2 separate regions of the Mus musculus genome follow, and region 2 is linked to region 1. The links are chromatin contacts, called in public Hi-C maps. All regions are on one chromosome and are shown on one strand. The core of a region is the stretch at or near the end of the contact, and the rest is flanking DNA. Distances in the headings are between cores, read along the strand shown. Region 1 overlaps Slc4a4 (solute carrier family 4 (anion exchanger), member 4). Region 2 overlaps Slc4a4 (solute carrier family 4 (anion exchanger), member 4).

The links. A called contact is a pair of places that touch in the nucleus more often than the background predicts.
Region 2: a contact with region 1 is called in a Hi-C map of liver, with 1.7 times the contacts expected there. The contact joins two enhancer-like sites. A contact is called at or near these places in 2 of 484 Hi-C or Micro-C datasets (liver and pancreatic cancer cells), 1 of 115 datasets of contacts at active chromatin or transcription factors (cardiomyocytes) and 1 of 9 other capture datasets (adipose tissue).

Annotation. Positions count from the first base shown.
Region 1 is chr5:88,959,170-88,963,535 of GRCm38.p6, forward strand. The region is part of intron 3 of Slc4a4 (solute carrier family 4 (anion exchanger), member 4); the gene reads left to right. Among named protein-coding and RNA genes, the nearest start is that of Slc4a4, 74 kb to the left of the region's middle. Within about 2 kb of position 2,467, at least 21 of the 459 cell types and tissues checked have an H3K27ac peak or open chromatin away from gene starts, as enhancers often do. A contact at or near this core is called in liver, where this site is marked.
Region 2 is chr5:89,030,982-89,035,347 of GRCm38.p6, forward strand. All of the region lies in intron 4 of Slc4a4 (solute carrier family 4 (anion exchanger), member 4), which reads left to right. Among named protein-coding and RNA genes, the nearest start is that of Slc4a4, 150 kb to the left of the region's middle. Within about 2 kb of position 1,925, at least 11 of the 459 cell types and tissues checked have an H3K27ac peak or open chromatin away from gene starts, as enhancers often do. A contact at or near this core is called in liver, where this site is marked.

The sequences.
Region 1 (4,366 bases), core at 1,217-3,716:
TGAGGAGGTGGCGTGGAGTGGGTGTGGAGAGAAAACTTAGATTGTGCTCTTTCTTAAAAATAACCCTCTTACCTCCTCCACCGTGCACTTTTCCCCCCCTAAGTTAGCAGCTGCCATCCTCCGAGGCGTGCCCCAAATGCAAGGGACTGATGGTCCTGCTTGCTGGGACCTAGAAACACAGCTCAGCTCCCCACAGTTAATGGCTTTGGTCTCTGCACTTCACATTTTGTTAGTGTCCTGGAAGGTCTCTAAGAGCCAGCTTGTGGCTACAGAGTTTACCAAGTGCTTTCAGATGTTAGGAGACACAGGTACAAACTGAGCATCAAGCTCAGTGTATTGACATGCTGTGTGTGCCGTGTGTCTCTGGACCCCAGAGAGTCTGTGTCAGTACAGAGGTACTGGCTGCCTCCTATGTGCAGGTCTGCCCAGGATGGCTGCACAGTGCTCAGTCAGTGGATGTGGACGGACAGTTTTGCGTTCTTTTCTACCTCTTTGGAAGTGCACCAGAACGGATGGATTTATGCTAGTGGACATTGTTCTGTGAGCCAGGGACAATGGATGCCAGTCGGTGATCCAGCTAGATTCAGGAAACTGAAACAGAGAAATGGGCAGCTGCTTTTGTTTGGGGCATCCGGGTAAATGAACAGAGTAGCCTTTCACCAGAGCCAAAAATATTTGGTTTTGGCCACTTGACTTCCCTGTTCCCAGCACACTCTTGTGTCCTTCTCCAGCCCCCGTTTTTGTGTGATACATTTCTTTCTTTTTTCTTTTCTAATCTCTCTCTCTCCTTCGTTCTCTCTTTCTTTGTTTTAGGCATGCTCCTTAATTTTGATGTCATAGAGTAAAATTTCTTTCATTTGCTGGGTGCCATTGCTATACCCCACAAACGATCTGATCTGTAGGATAGGTCTGTCAGATGTGTGAGGGGAAGTAGCTCCACTCGTGCCAGAGGCGTACAGACACAAGAATCAGGCTGCCTTGGGCATCCTCTTTTTCACTTTCTAGAAGTAGGAAAAAAAATTTTTACTTTAGGTCTGAGAACAAGAGCTTTTCATATTGAAAAATAATCAAAAATGTAGACTTTCTGTTTTCAGAAGAAGACCTTATGGTAGAGTTTTCTGGAAGGACCGCCTACCTAGAACACTTATGGGCAAGAACACCCATGATCTGCACATCAAATGACCTGTACATTGGATAATGGTGTGTGCGTGTGTGTCTATATGTGTGTTTGTGTGTGTGTGTGTGTGTGTGTGTGTGTGTGTGTGTGTGCACATGCACTAACTTGCATGGGTGTTAAGACTATTTCACTTGTGGCACAATATGGTATGGATGCCAGATGACAACGTTTGCGAGTCAGTTCTCTGTGTGGCTCCCAAGGCTCGAACTCAGGCTTGGCAGCAGGCAGCTTTACTGGAAGAGCCATCTGCTGACCTATCAATAAATGCTTGAAGGCATTCTGCAGACCGTCTGCAATCTTATTTCCCCTCATCTGCAGGAAGATAGTGATGAAAGCTTCAGGCTGGACTTGGTGGAGAGAAATTCTCTGTAGTCAGCAATTACTGCTCCCTAAGTCTTGTCAGCCCTTCCTTCCTGCTGGAAGTTTTCACTATTCCTTCATTTTTACCATCAACTCTATCTGCCTCCTGCTCCTTTGAACTTGCCAGTGGGTGTCAGTCTGGATGTTGGCTGGCAGGGGAAATAGCCAAGGGCCTGAGTATTTCTAGGGGTGGAGCAGGCAGCTACTGTCTTGACCTATGGAAGACTGCCAGAAGGTAGTGCCTATTTCCCAGGCTTTTCTCAAATTTAGTCAATAGTCAGGATGTTCTATAACCTGCAAACAAATGGGCTCACTCTTTTTCCTGAAAAGAAGGCTCTCTCTTCCTGTTTCTCAGTGACATTAAAATGTTTAGGAATTTGAGGCAGTGTGGTCCTGAAAGGATGAAGATTTTACATACGATACTGAGCATTCAACAAGAAAATGCTTTGTGTAGTTCAAATAATTGTTTATTCCACCGACTCTCATCGATGGAAGATGTCACTGTGCTCTGCCTTCTTGAGTATTTTAGGCAGCCTAGATGTTCCGAAATGTGGCTCTCCCAGTCACCTTGAGGTGCCCTCCAAATGGCAGTTCTTTTCTTTTTGTTACCATTGGCTATTCTATTCCAATAGTTATTCCACTATGCCACGAGATGGGATGTTATGAATAGTGTGTTTACGTGTTGTGGGAGAGCTGATGCTGTTGCTATTTATAGTGACTCATGAGTTCAGGAGGCCGCAGACGGTTCTAGTATACTCTGGGTGCTGGGGTAGGTAGGGCTAAAAGGAGTTTGTAACTTGCAGTGGAAAAAGGGGAAAACCAGAAGTGCTTAAGATATGAGATCTCTTTAGTGAGGTAAACAGGGTACAAATGACTGATCCAGGCATTGCCACCTAAGCAGAAGGCAGGATGTGTCCTCTGGTTTGGGGTTAAAGTTTGAAAGGCAGGAAGCTGGACTTAGTGCATGTGACTAGGACTCGGTTGAAGAGTGACAGACGCTGACCAGAATCTTCTTGGCGTGGTATTCTGTTTAGGAAACTTGTCACACAGAAGGATGTAACTTCTGAAGGACACGGGTGCTTAACACCAGAGCTTTAAATGCAAAGGTTTGTGAGTTTGACCAGCAGAAGCAGAAGTAGCTGAGGTACATCTCTATGTATTCTCCAGAATTCTCCAGTACCACAGTCTGGATGCAAGTCTGGAGGGGTGGGAGGCACTGGTACAGTCTATACCTTCTCTAGAAATCTTCTGTGCAGCAGTCGGGATGCAGGCACATGCTAGGGTCTTGTAATAATTTTCTTATGGACAGGAATCTTACTTCATACTTTATGGAGGTGTGAACACGAAGTCTTCATATTCCTGGGTCACATCTAGAGTGAAAAATCTTAATTATCTTTGACTCTTTGCTATTCTTTCTTTCCCTTCCCTTTTGTGTGTCTATTGCTTCTCCAGTTTCTCTTGTGTTTTCTCCTTGCTCTGAGTTTCTGACCAGTCTCTTATTCAAATGTGTTTTTTCCTATTAGGTTCCTCTTTGAAATAGAAGGGCTCCCTTTAGAAGAGACTGTCAGATACTCAAAGGACAAATTCCATCTAGTCTCTCCCATTAAGAACAGAGACTCTTACCATCTTCATTTCTCAAAGCAGGCCCCCAAATTAGGGTTCCTAGATATTTAAGAGGAAACTGACTGTAGATCAGGGCTCACTGCTTTCATTTTTTTTTTTTTTTTGCATAGTTTAATTAAAGCTGTAGACTCACCTTGTTTGAGCAAGGCCTCTTGAAGTTAGTTTATGCCCACTTTATGGTTTTCCTGCTTTTTTTGAAATGTGGTAGTACCTAAATATATCATATGAACTGTCACGTGGACCCTGTCTTGCCCCGACAGTGACAAGATCCTTTTCAGATGGGTGTCATCTCTCCAGCTGCATTGTTAGAGCCTCAAAGCCACCAGCTACATCATGTACATATTGTGTCATAGTGTATCCTTCGAATGGATGATTAAGGAACAGGGCAAAAATTATTTATTAGTTAAATTCAAAAACATAAAAACATGAAGGTAAGGATTTCACACAATTTAGTCAGTATTAACAATAGTCTTGTTAAATAAGATACGGTTTTAATTTCTGGTTGAAATGTGATTAAAATAGAGATCACCAGCAAGCCCTTTAAGAGCCTGGGTTCACTAGTGGTGAAGTGAGAAAATGTCAGGAAAAATCTTATTATGCACAACTTTGTTTCCAATGATTAATTTGCATTTAAACAAAATATTTCCATGCTTAAAAAGTGGATAAAGATACTAGCCTATACACACACACACACACACACACACACACACACACATACACATACACACATGCACACACACATACATATATTTCCATATGAGGAAAATTAAAATGTGAGAATCTGAAGGCCAATGAGGTATGCAAAATATTAGCCGATGTCATATTTCTCTAAAGAAGAGGTCTTGCTAAGTTGATTGGTAAGCCTGGCTGGGTAGAATGCTATTTAGTTAGTGTTTACATTCCATGGGGAAGCGTGAGAATTATACATGGAAGAGGTTACTTATAGTAAGTGTTGCACATTAGGAATGCATCTCCAAGGCTATATGTGGACTTTCTTACATAGAGAACTTTTAGAGTTGCCTTTATTGTCTCAATGGATGCATTTATAAAACACTCCCTAAAGCTAAGGAAACATTATGGAAGAGAGGGCAGAAAGGCTGTAACAGCCAGAAGATCAGGAAGTTTGCTGTGAGATTCTATCTTCCTTGTAGTACTAGAAGCTATACCCATAGAATCTCGCCAGCATGACTACCCAACTGTGAGCTG
Region 2 (4,366 bases), core at 675-3,174, 71 kb after region 1:
CTCGTCTATCACCAGACTTTTGAGTTGAAACATCCGCCTTTACCTCTTATCCCAGATCCTCTATTCTATTTTGACCTTTGCACTTCTCACTATCTAGCATATTATCTACCTTGCTATCCTGCTTCCTAATAGAACTAAATCTCTGTGTGGGCAGGGTTTACACTTACCTTGTTCAGCAGCCCATTTCTTATGCTTAGAACTATGTGCTGCACAGCCATACTCAAGGAACAGGGGTGAGACAGTGAATGCGCAGAGAAACGAAACCTTGTTTCTCAGTGTGCTGTCCCTTATTTCTGTGGAAAGGTTTGACAGTGTCTATGCTTCTGGGGATATTTAGATCTCCAGTGATCTGTACTTGTGACATACACTGAATCTTCTGTGTAGTGACATTTGACTTCTATCTGTGATGTGGATTTTTCCAGTCATGATGAAATTACCAACCCCCTATTAAAAGGTCTCAAACCTCCCAGATGAATAAAATGAAGTTCATGACAGAGATTTATCTCATATGTGGTGGTATGGCATGAATTTCCCTTTTTCTCCACCTAGCAAACATATTTGAATTTATTTTCTCTCCTCTGAAAATCCCAGTGGATAGACATGTTTGGGCTGTGTGTAACAGGGTGCTGGGAACCCGGGTCTCACACATGCTAAACAAAAGCCTTACCACTGAGGGACATGCATTCCCTGAAGCACTGGTGCTGGTAGACAGTTTTATTCTAAAGAGAACAAACACTCTAGACTTGTCAAATTAGATGTGGTTTCTAGTGTGGGCCTAGACCCAATGCCATTCTTTTTTCCCCTTTAAGGTCTTGTACTTTTCAGTTGACTGATGCTTTTATTTAACTAAGAATATTCTACAACCAGCTTTGGCATTACTGTGGTTTGAGTCCCACTTTGAGAATTTTTGTTTGTTTCTACTCAAACAATGAAAATGCTTTCAGTAATAGAGGAGATGGTCCCTTTGGTTCTCAGATAGCAGGAATAACATATTATCAGCAAGAGAAGCCTTACTTAAGTGGGATTTAAAGTGGTGGTCAACTTTGTTCGCTTCTTCTGCATATTTTTTTTCTGTTTTTTTGTTCCTATAAGGTAAGGTAGAACTTTGAATTTTTCTGTGTTTGTTTTTTGTTTTTCCAAAATAGTGCACGAGCTGACGACTGTGCAGGGTAGACTTTTCATGTTGGATGAGGGTGTCTGACTGATGGAGAGACAGTGCTAGTCTTTTTAAAGGGTACTTTCAGAATCTGTCATTGTTAGCAAAAAACAACATTGAGGAAGACTGCAGTCATGAAATGGAATCAGTTACAATGGGTGAAGACGCCTATATTCTTCATTAAATATCCATTAAAGTAAACTGAGCTGGGTGGCCCGTGAGTGACTATAATCCCAGTACTTGAGAGATAGAGTCAGGAGTATCAGAAGTTCATGGCTACATAGTGAGTTTGATGCCAGGCTGGAATATGAGATTGTGTCCCAAAATGAAATAACACAAAATCAAACTGAAACCAAAGCAAAACAGGAACCTATTAGAATCAATTCTCAGGTGTCCAACACACAGAGATTAAGGAGTCGCCCTTAGTCTTGCTTTGATGATGGCCCAAAATCATAAGGAAGGGATGGAGTTTTCTTTCTTCTACTTCTTCAGGTGAGTTAGGATATTAGCTCTTTCAAAATGATCTCCTTACTCTCAGTTTCCCCTTCGTGGGTTTTTAGTGTCCGGAGCTGAACATCATCACTATTGCCTGGATATATGTAAAAGATCATCAACACTATGTAATCCAACCTGTGCTGCCAAACCTGCTGAAAACCAAGCCGTCACAAGTTCTCAGAAACATTAGCCAACAAAGGAAAAGGGCATCGGTGTGTCATGTCCAGGAACACGACGCAAACTAATGTTTATTTGTATTTCTGTTGGGCATGCTGACCCAGATCACCTCTGGGAAACCAGTTTTCAGGTCAGGGCCACAGAACAACGGCTTGCCCTTTACACTCTGAGTTTGCCGTCTCTGTAGTCTACAGATCTTTGGCTTTCTCTAGTGGATTACTCTGAAAAATTCCCTGTTGGACCAAATTTATCTTTTTTCCCTATAAGTAGATTATTTAGGGAATCTGATCACCCTTGTAATTAGACATCATTATATCTAGGTAATTATATGCAACACTTATCGCAGTTCATCTAGAAATTTATGAATTCTCCTTAAAATAGCATTTATCTATATAGGTACATACTAGCATTGACTTCTTTTATGTATCATGAACTATTTTTTTAATTAGCAAGAAATTAATTATTATTACATCAGTAGTTTTACACAGTTGGATTGTATTCTAGTACAAAGGTCATGAGGATTTTCCGCTATGGAGCTGGCAGGTTTTAAAGTTAGAGGTCTTGCCTTTACTTAATTATATTTAATCATATGATTGGAAAGTTGCAAAATTCAGTGATTCCCAGTGGGCCTTCTGTTTCTTCAACAAGTGAGCGAAGTGCTCTTTGGTTGGCAGCCACTCAAAGTGTATTAAACTGCAGAGTACTTTATCATTATTCTTCTAAGACCTTGGAATAAATAAAATTCACCCAATAAACCGCCCCTCCAAGGGTACAACTATTTTGTAATCACAAGCCTTTAAAAAGTCAGCTTTTTAAGATTAATTTTCTTGTAGCATGTCACGTACTGAAACAAGAGGAAAAAAAAATGCCAGAAATCCATTGCAACCGTGGAGCTATTCATAGTTATTGTGAAGGGTCGGTGCTGGCTTTCAGTTCATGCCACAGTGAAAGTGTCTGTTTTTTAAAAAAAAAAACATAATTACATGGGTCGAAAGCACCTTTGTAGAATGTCTGGCGCTTGGATAGTCTGAACTTTGTTCTTTCTGCCTTAGCCTTCTTTTTAATGGATGTTGATTTGAATTGAGGAGTGTTGGTGCTTTGTTTTTCAAGTTTGTCCTTGACGTGTGAGGCATGCAGACAGAGCATGTACTGACTCTGGGATGAAAACTATCTACAGGAAATTTAAACGGGCATATTGGTATAACCATCCTTGGAACAAGTAGAGTGGTAGACTCATTTGATAGGCATTATATCCGAGTCCCCATGTGCTGTTAGCTATGTTATACCTTCATCAGAGCATTCAATATTAATGGAAGTTGAAGTGCAATGGATGTTAAAGTTAGGCATGAGCTAGGAATAGGAATAAACAGTGGGCTATCTGTGAAACTCCACTTCCTTTCCTTATGGTGATCTTGACCTGCAGGGTAGGTGGGATCCATCAGGGTGAACAGCGCTCTTCTGAAAGTCCAGCCCAGTTGGAAGTTATGATTTCTTATTGATCTTGAAGAACTTATCCTGATTCCTGCATTAAGTCAGTTAGTTACCAGCAATATATGTTGCAGAGAGGGTTAAAGGAAAGGCCAGAAAGAGATTCAGTGAATTATGCCCCTTTTTGAAAAGTTTCTTAAGCATATATTGCTTAGCTAATTGAGGATTGTCTTAGCTTATCCAGGCTGCTCTGACAGAATACCATAAACCATATCTCTTACACACAGTAGAAACTTGCTTCTCCTTGTTCTGGAGTATATAAAGTCCAAGACTAAGGGCTTTGCACATTCGGTGTGGTGGGGCCAATGTGCTCTCGATGGTACTTCTAAGTTGCAAAAGGTCTTGCCCTGGGTACTAGAATTTCAACATACAAAGCTGGATATGGTGGCTCTATCTATAATCCCAGCACATGGAGAATTGAAGCAGAAGGATTGCCACGAGTTCAAGGCTAGGCTGGACTACTGAGTAAGAATATCTCAAAACCCAACCCAACAAAAACTACCCCAAACCCATAAGACTTCAACATATAAGCTAAAAATATTTATTATTTACTTATAGTGTGTATGTGTGGCTGTAATGATTAGTTCTCATTCAGGCTATACGGTTGGCAATACAGATATACAGAGACTGATAAATGGGAACTCATCTAAGAAAGACGAGGGGTTTTTCCATGGGATGGGTCTCAGATTGGGCCAGTCATTGGTTGGCCATTTGCTCAGTCTCTGCTCCCTCTTTGTGCCTGAATTGTTTGGGGTTGTTAAGTTTTGTAGGTGGGTTTTTGTCTTTATCTCTCTACTGGGGGTCCTGCCTAGCTACAGGGGCAGACACTTCAGGTTCTGTATCCCTGTTTCTAGGTGTGTGGACTAAAGTCTCCCAAGTAGTCTCCTTGGAGCCTCCCCCATCCCAGGTCTCTGGCACATCCTGGGCCTGAGGGAAGAAAGTTGAGGGGAAATGAATGAAGCTGTCTGAAACATTACACACTACAGGTTCTATATGACCCTTACCATTTATCTTGGGCTTAAATTCTGTTGTTCAAGATTCTTAGCAAGC